Regions from separate parts of the Sus scrofa genome. Here region 1 is linked to region 2. The links are chromatin contacts, called in public HiChIP or PLAC-seq maps. All regions are on one chromosome and are shown on one strand. The core of a region is the stretch at or near the end of the contact, and the rest is flanking DNA. Distances in the headings are between cores, read along the strand shown.

Region 1 (6,049 bases), core at 2,945-5,444, 110 kb before region 2:
GTTAGTATTCGAGAAAGTCGTTGCGAACGCGGAGTGAGAGGATGTGATGTCACAGCATGAGCAGTCCCTGGTTGTCCCGTTGTCGGAGAAACGTAGTGCATAGATCCAGGTTTCTATTCCAAGTCTCTGAAGCCCAGAGCCAGGCTGTTCACTTCTGCTGGGTGGCCTGGAAGGCCTTCAGCTCCACCTGGTACCACTCGGGGGCTTCCGGCCCGCTCTTCCCCGGGGGGCTGTGGTCATAGCCATAGGCAACGGTGAGTTCCTCATCGGCCTCCACAGCGCGGAGTGTGCGGATGCATTTGATGGGTCCAAAACGGGGATGGACAAACCTAGACAGCAAGATGCACACAGTCATTCCTGGGCCCGACGGCGCTGTCAGATGCAAGGGCTAGAAGGGCGGAGGCAGGAGTCACCCACAGGCTCGGGCCTGGTCACCAGGTAGGGCCTCAGCCTGTGAGGCACACAGGAGCCAGCATCAGCTTCCCCTGAGAGCCCACAGGGCAGTGCTCATGGATCCGCTGAATTGGAATCTGCATTTTAAACGCCAGCAGCCCCCAACCTCCCCCAACCCAGGTGATTCCTATGTACATTCAAGTTTAAAGAGCCTGACTCCAGGCACAGCAGAAACGAATCCGACTAGGAACCATGAGGTTTTGGGTTCAATCCTCCGTGGGTTAAGGATCTGGCGTTGCCGTGAGCTGTGGGGTAGGCCAGCAGCTGTAGCTCCGATTATACCTCTAATCTGGGAACTTCCATACGCCATAGATTCGGCCCTAAAAAGAAAAAAAAAAAAAAAAAAAAGCACGACTCCATCTTCCTTTTGAGGCATATTTGCCACTCTGTGTTTATAAATCAACAACTCAGGATCTATGACAAAAGTCTGTCTATAATGAGAAATCAGACCTTGTGCAGCCTGTTGGCATTTGGGCTCAGCTGGCCTGTGGCATTGGATACCAAAGGGAAGGCTTGGCCAGGGCACTCTGGGAATTTTAAGAAAGGCTTGTGGGTTTTCAAAGACAAAAACACTATATTCCATCCTGCAGCTATAAAGGAAGAGTTGTTTTCTAGCATAAAAGTAGGTGACAACTCCTTTCCAGGAGGGAAGCCTAGCTCTCCCTGCCATCCCGCTGCTTTCACATTTCCCTCTGACGTGTCCTGTGAAGACAGCAGTGGCTCATCAGTTCTCTTAGAACCTCCCTGAGTCTGGCCTAAGGCTGTGATTACGTTCCTCCTCCACCCCTGCTCACCTGCACAGCTCCCTGCAGAGAACAGGAGCTAAACAAGTATTAATAGACTCGTCTCCCCTAATATGGAAGACACTGCCAGAAAGAAACTTTATTTTTGCATGCATCCAGTCAAATCAATCTCATTCATCTATAGTCTCACTTTGAACAAAGGACACTGAAACACCTAAGAAGGTCCTAGGCCCTAAGTCAGATGGCACCTGGGGCAAGAAGGTCAGCACATGGTGAAAGGAATGTGTCCGTGGTGTAGGGGCATCTTTTTTTTTTTGTTTTGGCCACACCCCTGGATCCTTAATTGCTGCACCACAAGGGAACTCCAAGGGGCATCTTTCGTGTGGGGGGAAAAGGAACAGCCACGCCCTCGCCCACTCCAAGAGGGCCTCTATGTCCACCCTCCTTGGGTGTTCTATTTCTTGGAAAGCACACCTTGATCTGGATCCACACATTATTAGAGCCTCCCTCTGGAAAGCTCACCTGTGTCTCTGAATCTCATCTGCAGCTCATCTTTCCTCAACTGCAACATCATGATAACACTAGGAATCCCTATCCTCCAAGGGTCGTGGCGACGAAACAGGCTCCGTAAGTAAAGCACCGCCCCCAGTCCCTGACACCAAGTGAGGGTGCCACTCATTCAGTTCCTGCGTGTGTAAGCAAGCACATGGAGTGCACGGGCACAGAATCCTCAGACTGTGTGTACCCCATCACACAGGACATCCGCAGACCAGGGTTTGGGAACTCATTAAAACCACAACTCCATGTCCCTAAATTAAAATACTTCATAAAAAAATAATATTCCTCACAGCAGAATATTACTCAGCCACGAAAAAGAATGCAGTAATGCCATTTACAGCAACATGAGTGGACCTAGAGATGATCATATCATGTGAAGTAAGTCAGAAAAGGAAAGACAAAATGTCCTATGATAGCACTTATATGTGGAATCCCAAAAACAATGCAAATGACCTTATTTGCAAAATAGAAACAGACTCACAGACATGGAAAACGAACTTATGGTTACCGAAGAGGAAGTGTCAGGGAGGGATAAATTAGGAATCTGGAATTCACAGATACATACTACTATATATAAAATAGATAAATAACAAGGACCTGCTGTGTAGCACAGGGAACTATACTCAAGATCTTGTAATAACCTATAATGGAAAAGAATCTGAAAAAGAATATATTTATATGTTCACACATACATATATGTATAAAACTAAATCACTCTGCTGTACACCTGAAACTAACACAACACAAAACCAATTATACTTCAATAATGGAGCTCTAGTTAACCTTCTAGCACACTGAAAAAATCCCACGAGAAACCTAAGACTTTCCTTATCATCCTCTTGTGTTTTTATTTTCTTGCTCATTGCCATTATTTTCCAAGAGTAGGAAATGAATTCAGTCCCAGGTGCTGATTCTTCAAAGTGGCACCACGGTTAAGAGCACTTAGCGACTCTGACAAGAGCCCTGCACTTCCTGTGGGTGAGCTGGGATCAGCAGTAATAAGAGCTGCCCCACAGAGTTACTGGGAGGATTGAATGGCCACGTGCACAGAAGCCTTTGCTCAGCATCCACCTGGAGGAAGTACTCAGGAAACGCTGGCCACATGATCAGCCCTCAGACCAAACCTCTGGGCCATGCAGTTTGGTCTCTTGTCAACAAGTTACCTATACTTACAGCAAGGCAAGTAGTTCCTATCTATCTGTCCATCTGGCACATTGTACCAGATTATGGTTAAAACAGCTTACAGAAGTGTTGTTCTGTTTACGTTAAAGTATGCCCAATGGTAGCAATGATTTTAGAAACAAATGAATGCCATGAATTGGTATCTGAATGTTATATCTTTTTTTTGGAGGTTTCTAGGCTAGGGGTCGAATCGAGCTGTAGCCACTGGCCTACACCACAGCCACAGCAATGCCAGGTTGGAGCCACGTCTGCAACCTATACCACAGCTCATGGCAACGCCAGATCCTTATCCCACTGAGTGAGGCCAGGGATCGAACCTGCGTCCTCATGGATACTAGTAAGATTTGTTTCTGCTGAGCCACAATGGGAAGTCCTGAATGTTTTTTTGTGGGTTTTTTTTTTTTTTTTTTTTTGGTCTTTTTGTCTTTCGAGGCCTGCACCCATGGCATATGGAGGTTCCCAGGCTAGGGGTCTAATGAGCTGTAGCTGCTGGCCTATGCCACAGCCACAGCAATGCCAGATCCGAGCTGCATCTTCGACCTACACCATAGCTCGTGGCAACGCCAGATCCTTAACCCACTGAGCAAGGCCAGGGATTGAAACCGCAACCTCACAGTTCCTAGTCGTATTCTTTTCCACTGTGCCATGATGGGAACTCCTCCTGAATGTTCTGACTGTTACTCAGGTAGTCTCCCTATAACCCCAAATAATTCATAGTTCACATTGGACTTGAAAAAAAAAACTCTGAAGATGGACTTGATTTTGCACCAGTGGGTCTCTCTCTTGTCTCCTGTGCTCTTCTTTTTGATAAGAAAAATCATGTCGTCATTGTGAAATTCCAGAACTTATTTTAAGGAGCATCCTAAGTAGCATTTATTATCATTAGCTGCCACTGCTTTAAAGGGTTGTCGCTGAGCTGTGTGCAGCCTGGAATGATGCTTTGGCCTAATTCACATCAGCCGTGAAAGCCTCAGAGTTAATAACAGTGTCAGTTTCATTTCACATGACACATGTCCTTTTCTGTTTCTACCCGCCCTTTAAACAGAAGTTGTAGCTTCAGTACTTGTTACTGGCTGCCAAGGAGAGCAAGTCACTGCCAGAACAACTTTAAAGCCATCTCAGGGGTGCAAGAAGGAACACGCAAACCCTGGCAATTTCCCTGCAGATTAAATGCACATGATCTGATCCTGCTTATGTTAACAAGCCAGAGGACTGGAGGACAGCAAACTACAGCTGGGCAGGAAAAGCTGCACACAGCTGCCCGGCTCCTAGGAGGAAGTGGCACTCTTGGGCTGAGCCAGGGTCAACAACGCCATAGACTCTCAGCTGTATCCTCTAAGGATGCATCAGAGACACTTGACTTCTGGAAGAGAGCATTCAGGCAGCACGGGAAAACTATGAAGATAGTTGTAGGGCCACTACATGGAAAAGAGATTGTGTACATTGTACACAAGAGAGAAAGAGGGAGAATTAGGGCCAAGAATTAGGGCTGGATGTTACAGGGCAACCCATTTGGGCTCAATAGAAAGAACTTTCTACTCATCAGAGCCCAACAGCTAATTCCAGAGTGTCTATATGTTTGTCCAGACAGCGGCCTCCAGGGATAACGGCAAGGTTCTCATTCTGGAGGTTTTCCAATAAGGGGTGCAATGCACAATGGCGGGGCGGGGGGTGCTCAGGCCAAGAGGGAGGTAGGATTATTTGATTTTTTAAAAAAATAACAGCTTCAGGTCCTGCTGTGGTGCAGTGGGATCGACAGTGGCTTGGGAGCACTGAGGCATGGGTTTGATCCCCTGGCCAGCACAGTGGGTTAAGGATCTGGCATTGCTGCACCTGTGGCAGTGGTTGTGACTTGGGCTTGGATCTGATCCCTGGCCCAGGAACTCCATATGCAGCAGGGTGGCCGAAAATGAAAAATAACAGCTTCGCTGAGATGTAATTCACATCTTGTAAAATTCATCCATTGAAAGTGTACAATTCAGTAGTTGTCAGTTTTGCAACCATCACTACTAAGTTGAGAAGCTTTCATCACCCTCCAAAGGAACATCTCTACTCATTAGCCTTCCCTGCCCCCAGCCCTAGGCAACCACTGATCTATGCCCTGTCTCTGTGGCTATAGAGAACTATTCACATAAATGGAGTCACACGTTTCGTGGTCTCTGGTGATGGGCTTCTTGCACTTAGCATGATTTCGAGGCACGTCCATGTTGTAGCACGTGCCAGTATTACACCCCTCTTGGTTTTCAAATGACACAGACTCTCTGATTTTAAAGGTTTTTTCCCCCCGACACTGTGACCTCATGCCCCAGGTTTAGGATTTTATTGTCCTCCTTTCTTTCAGATCATAAAAGAATGCCCTAATCTCCACTGTGCAGCATCATTTCAACTTGTCCAATTACTTCAAATAACACTATCCTTAATTTTCCAGAATGAGACAACTGGAGACAAAAAAGCCACAATAAAACAGCAACCGCTAAGTCCAGCATTCCAACAGCATTTCTACTCTCCAAAGCACTTTTTCCATTTCTTGGCCTGCCTGCCAAGGCCAAAGAGTGGGGCTGTTTCAATTCTGAGTTTCAAGGCAACCTCAAGGCCCTGGCAGACGACCCTAAGATACCCTGAGGGAGCACCTTGCTCGGGGCAGCAAAACACCTTTTAGATGTCCTCCTCATTCTAGGGGCCTCGAGCCGGATCCGCCCCGGTGGCTGGCAGCTTGGTGTCCTACTCACATGTCATAGATGCAGTTTGGAGTGAAGGAGTGATTTGCCTTGTGTCCCAAGGAGGCACAGTACTTGGATACATGGTTGTAGGGCTCAGGCACGTCAATGACCGTTTCTTCATCGAGGGAGAGGGTGTTCCCATTAAGAGCCCAGTCCCTGCTGTCAACCTGAAAAGAACAAGAAAGTGAACTTTAGAAAGGACCTTCCAGGAGCTGAGATATTAACTCATTTATCCTTGAACTTCAGGGTTTGAATGCCATGTACATGAAAAGAGCCTATGGGCCCCCTTGCACCTCCGAGGTGTAGACCCCGCAGGCTGAAGGTGCGAAGGGCATAGGTAGGCAGCTCAACCCACTACAGATTTTCTCCTGTCTTATGCCAGTAAAGGATTTG
Region 2 (5,592 bases), core at 2,516-5,015:
TCGTCTTCGACCTACACCACAGCTCAGGCAACGCCAGATCCTTAACCCACTGAACAAGGCCAGGGATCGAACCTGCACCCTCACGTTCCTAGTCGGCTTCATTAACTACTGAGCCACGATGGGAACTCCTAAATACTTATTTTATTTTATTTATTTTTAAAAATGATTTTTAGGGATTTCCTGTCGTGGCGCAGCAGAAATGAATCTGACTAGGAACCATGAGGTTGTATGTTTGATCCCTGGCCTTGCTCAGTGGGTTAAGGATCTGGCGTTGCCCTGAGCTGTGGTGTAGGTCACAGACGTGGCTCGGATCTGGCGTGGCTGTGGCTGTGGTGTAGGCCTGCGGCTACAGCTCCAATTTGACCCCTAGCCTGGAAATCTCCATATGCCGTGGGTGCAGCCCTAAAAAAAAAGACAAAAAAAAAAAAAAAAGATTATTTTATTATGTTTACAGTTCGTCAATTTTACTACACAAGGACCAGTACAAAAAAAAAAAAAAAAAAAAAGATTTTTATTTTTTCCATTATAGCTGGTTTACAGTGTTCGGTCAATTTTCTACTGTACAGCAAGGTGACCCAGTTACACATACATATATACATTCTTTTTCTCGCATTGTCATGCTCCATCATAAGTGACTAGATATAGTTCCCAGTGCTACACAGCAGGATCTCATTGCTAATCCATTCCAGAGGCAATCATTTATATCTATTAACTCCAAGTTCCCAGTCCATCCCACTCCCTCCCCCTTGGGGAGTCTCTTCACCAAGTCCATGATTTTCTTTTCTGTGGAAAGGTTTATTTGTGCCATATATTAGATTCCAGATATAAGTGATATCATATGGTATTGCATTGAGATCCTGCTGTTGTCTTTCTCTTTCTGACTTACTTCACTTAGTATGGGAGTCTCTAATTCCATCCATGTTGCTGCAAATGGCATTATTTTGTTTTTTTATGGCTGAGTAGTATTCCATTGTGTATATATACCACATCTTTTTTTTTTTTTTTTGTCTTTTGTCCTTTTAGGGCCTCACCCAAGGCATATGGAGGTTCCAGGCTAAGGGTCTAATCTGTAGCTGCTGGCCTACGCCACAGCCACAGCAATGCAGGATCCAAGCCATGTCTTCAACCTACACCACAGCTCATGGCAACACCAGATCCTTAATCCACTGAGTGAGGCCAGGGATCGAACCCACAACCTCATGGTTCCCAGTTGGATGCGTTTCCGCTGTGCCATGATGGGTACTCCTATACACATCTTAAACCGTTCATCCGTCAATGGACATTTACATTGTTTCCATGTCTTGGCTATTGTGAATAGTGCTGCTATGAACATGTGGGTGCATGTGTCTTTTTTAAGAAAAGTTTTGTCCGGATATATGCCCAAGAGTGGGATTGCTGGGTCATATGGTAGTTCTATGTATAGTTTTCTAAGGAACCTCCATACTGTTTTCCATAGTGGTTGTGCCAGTTTACACTCCCACCAACAGTGTAGGAGGGTTCCCTTTTCTCCACACCCTCGCCAGCATTTGTTATTTGTTGACTTGTTAAAGATGGCCATTCTGAATGGTGTGCGGTGGTATCTCATAGTAGTTTTGATTTGCATTTCTCTAATGATCAGTGATGTTGAGCATTTTTTCATGTGCTGTTGGCCATCTGTATATCTTCTTTGGAGGAATGTCTATTCAGGTAAAGATTACTTTCTTAATGGAAAGGGCAATAATTTATTATCACTGAAATAGACACTTATTGTGGATACAGATTTGTCTTCCCTCCCGGAGATACGTCTCCCCAAACACAGCCTGGACTATAAGGCTGGACTCACAATTATTGCATATGCTCCACTGTGGCTCCAGCATCGTATAACTCTACATGGCCATGATCTAACACACGAATACAAAAATCTTATGTCTTGAGGGAGGCAAGGCACCCTGGAGAGGGCTGAATAGGGACTGGGTTGAGAATTATTTGGGTTATCAAACCAGGGTTAGCTTTACCTCTGAGGGGACAGCAGAGCAGTTTAAGAAAAAGCCGGTGCTGGAGACCCATTGGTGTCAAATGAGTCTTCCCCAGCTGAGGGTGACCCGGTCCCCAACCCCCAGCCATGTTCAGCCGCTGGCAAACGGGAGCTGCTTTCTTTATTCTCTGATGAGGCATTTCTCTTGCTGCTCCATTACCATTTTTTGCCCTGGGAAGCGACTTCTTCTTTGGGATTTCTTAATTCTCTGACTTTCTTCTGAATGAGGCTCCACAAAACCTGTCCTGGGGGCACTCCCAGATTGAACAGACTCTCTGGCCTAATCTTTCAACCTGGGGCCACTCTGTCATCCCTACAGCCCCCCAGGGTGTGTCATGCATATCCAGTTTGCCATCCAAGAGCCTTCTCTCAGGCAGAAAGACTCCAGAGAATGGGCTCTGGGAGTGTGCTGCGTTTGGGGGTGTTCAAAAGAAAGAGAAGAGGGGAACCAGCTCTTCATAGAGAAGCAGAGGCTGGTGATCGTCTACTTGGTTCGTCAGTTAGAGACCCCAAACCAGATCCATCGGGGCTACCATGTAAGCCCCAGGACGGGCCATTTGGCAATTACGTGGACTGTTTGAGCCGTATTCATCCTTAACATCACACAGTGATGAAGGCCATGAACCCATTGTGACCTATGACTTTGCCTGTGACCTCTTGGGGTGAAAATTAAGCACAAAATTCTGCCCTCAAGGTTTTTAAATATTAGTGATTGGATCCTGTTACGGACTGAATTGCATCCACCCTGAAATTCATATATGAAGGCCCAGCGCCAGTATCTCAGGATGTGACTGTATTTGGAGATGGGACCTTTAAAGAGGCAGTTAAAATAAAATGAGGCTGACTGTGGAAAACAGTATGGAGGTTCCTTAGAAAATGAAAAAAAGGAAAGATGAGAACTCTGACTCAAAACGCACAGACACCCCAATGTTCATAGCACCACTATTTATAATTGCTAAGACATGGAAGCAAGCTTAATGTCCATCCATATAGGAATGGGTAAAGAGGTAGTACATATATACAATGGAATATTACTCAGCCATAAAAAAGAATGAAGTAATGCCATTTGCAGCTACATGGATGGACATAGAGATTATCCTAACAAGTGAAGTCAAATACTATATAATATCACTTACATGTGGAATCTAAAAAACAATGTGAATGAATCTGAATATAAAACAGACTCACAGACACAGAAAATGAATTTATGCTTACAAAAGGGGAAAGAAGGGGAGATAAATTAGGTGCATGGGATTGACAGATACAAACTATTATACTAAAATAGATAAGCAATAGGATTTACAGTATAACACAGGGAACTATAGTCAATATTTTGTAATAACTTATAATGGAAAAGAATCTGAAAAAAATGTAATTGAGTCACTTTGCTGAACACTTGAACACAACATTGTAAGTCAATTATACCTCAATTAAAAAAAAGAATAGTAACACACACACAAATAAAATAAAATGAGGCTGCTTGTGCGACCCTAATCCAACCCGACTGGTGTCCTTATGAAAAGAGGAGAGTAGGGCACACAGGGAAATGGCCATGTGGGGACACAGTGAGATGGAGGCCACCTGCAAGCCTAGGAGAGAGGGCTCAGAAGAAAACAAATTGTCCTCACCTTGATCTTGGATGTCAGCCCCCTGATACTTTGTTATGGCAGCTGAGCGGACTAAGACAGGTCCCTTGGACCAGGTGTGGGGGTCGGGTGAATGCTGGAGTGTGCACGGTGTTGGGCTCCTGGTCTGTGTAGAAAATGGTCCACCAGTCACCCTGGGGACTGACTGTAGACCTCGACTCCCTGGCCCACCCAGCCAGCCTGCTGCCCTCTCTCTTCAAGACACACTATTCCCTGCTGTGGGTGGGACTTGTGCCCTGGTGTCAGGGACGGAGAGAAAATAGAATCAGAGATGTGGGTTAGCAGTAGGATGGGGAAGCAAGAAAAAAGCAAATTCATTTATAGTCTGTGGAGAGCCAACCAAGGATCCCGATGGGAAACAGGGCCAGGCAGGAAGGCCCCGCTTTCCTAAATAGAACTCTGTTTTGACATGCTCCCTGCAGCTGTTCGCGCCACCCTTGTCGGTCTAGCCAAGCGCCAAGGATGGAAAGGATGTTAGCGCTCACTGCGCCATCTGGTGGCGATATGGGAGAGGTACAGTGGATCTTGGGCACACAGCTCTATCTCCCCAAAACTCAGAGAAACGCCTTCTATTCTTTGAGAGTAACAGAGGGGTTGGATACAAAAAGCTCTTAGGGAAGAGAGAGATAGTGCCAAGACCACTGGACTGGGGCTAAAAGTGAACTCTTGGTATCACTTAGTTACACAATCTTGGGCAAGTTTATGAATCTCTTTGTGCCTCAGTTTCTTTCTTTCTTTCTTTTTTTTTTTTGGTCTTTTTTGCCTTTTTCTAGGGCCGCTTCCGCGGCATATGGAGATTCCCAGGCTAGGGGTCTAATTGGAGCCGTAGCCACCAGCCTACGCCAGAGCCACAGCAACGCGGGATCCGAGCCGCGTCTGCGATCTACACCACAGCTCACGGCAACGCTGGATCCTTAACCCACTGAGCAAGGCAGGGATCGAACCCGCAACTTCATGGTTCCTAGTCGGATTCGTTAACCACTGCGCCAAGACGGGAACTTCCTCAGTTTCTTCTTGTAAAAAATGTGGGTGACACCAGAGGGATTTTGTAGGATTATTGTAATAAAGGCCCCCACAACAGGAATGTGGTGCCCCTTACATGATTGTGTAAATAATCAAAAAATGATTACTGCTGCAGGCACTGCCTTTTTAATTTCAGCAGTGGGCTGGGGAGGGGGATCTGGAATGCGTTGTGAGAACAGGATAGGGTGGGTCAAAGGAGTTTCATCTGGGACTGGGAGACCCCTCTGCCCGCACAGGAATCAGGCCTGGTGTTCTCAGACCTGACCTTGACTTCTTGTTTCAGAAGAAGACCCTGCCTACCTGTGATCAGGGACAGCAGGGTCCCATCACCTCAGGCATCCAGGCATAGGGGGTTGCTTTATATTATTTCTTTTTGAAATCTCCTCCAGGCCTAAGAATATTACAAGTCTGTGAACTAAAGCAACATTAACAAGAACATCAGTCAAAGGCACCAATTATCAAACACATAATGCAAAACAGGCTAACATTAGGACTACATAGAACATTGGCCATTTGGGTTAAAAGTGAGAAGGAGGAGGAGTGTTTCAGGCCGAGAAAGGGTTTCACATCTTTGAAGGTAACTAAAATATTTTCCCCACACATTTAAAAAAGAAAGATGGTCTCTCTTCTGTCAGCATGGGGATATAGGGCATGTGTTTATCTATGGCCGCCCTGGCAGAGGCTGTGTTCTTTCTTAGTGATACCTCTGCTTTCTCTAGCACACGAGCCTTGAAATACAGGATTCAGCTAGGCAAGGGTCCCAACCAAAGACCTGGAAAATATTCACTCCACTGGAAAGAAGACTCAGGGATGGGCTCTTAAACCCTCTTGGGGCCCTGGAGTCTTAAGATCAATGACCTTGACCATCTTTGGATACATAGGCACTTCAAACTGAGCCCCCTCTTTTTA

Evidence for each region. HiChIP or PLAC-seq counts read pairs in DNA pulled down with a chosen protein or histone mark.
Region 1: an H3K27ac HiChIP or PLAC-seq map of skeletal muscle shows a contact between it and region 2, with 3 times the contacts expected there. The contact joins two enhancer-like sites. A contact is called at or near these places in 14 of 47 Hi-C or Micro-C datasets (alveolar macrophages, embryonic fibroblasts, epiblast stem cells and 9 more) and 1 of 2 datasets of contacts at active chromatin or transcription factors (skeletal muscle).

Annotation. Positions count from the first base shown.
Region 1 is chr8:87,515,841-87,521,889 of Sscrofa11.1, reverse strand. SETD7 (histone-lysine N-methyltransferase SETD7) reads right to left here. Exons shown (of 9, transcript XR_002346776.1): 8 at 5,666-5,823; 9 at 1-329. Among named protein-coding and RNA genes, the nearest start is that of SETD7, 41 kb to the right of the region's middle. Within about 2 kb of position 4,194, at least 6 of the 83 cell types and tissues checked have an H3K27ac peak or open chromatin away from gene starts, as enhancers often do. A contact at or near this core is called in skeletal muscle, where this site is marked.
Region 2 is chr8:87,402,819-87,408,410 of Sscrofa11.1, reverse strand. No RefSeq gene overlaps it. Among named protein-coding and RNA genes, the nearest start is that of MGST2, 11 kb to the right of the region's middle. Within about 2 kb of position 3,765, at least 8 of the 83 cell types and tissues checked have an H3K27ac peak or open chromatin away from gene starts, as enhancers often do. A contact at or near this core is called in skeletal muscle, where this site is marked.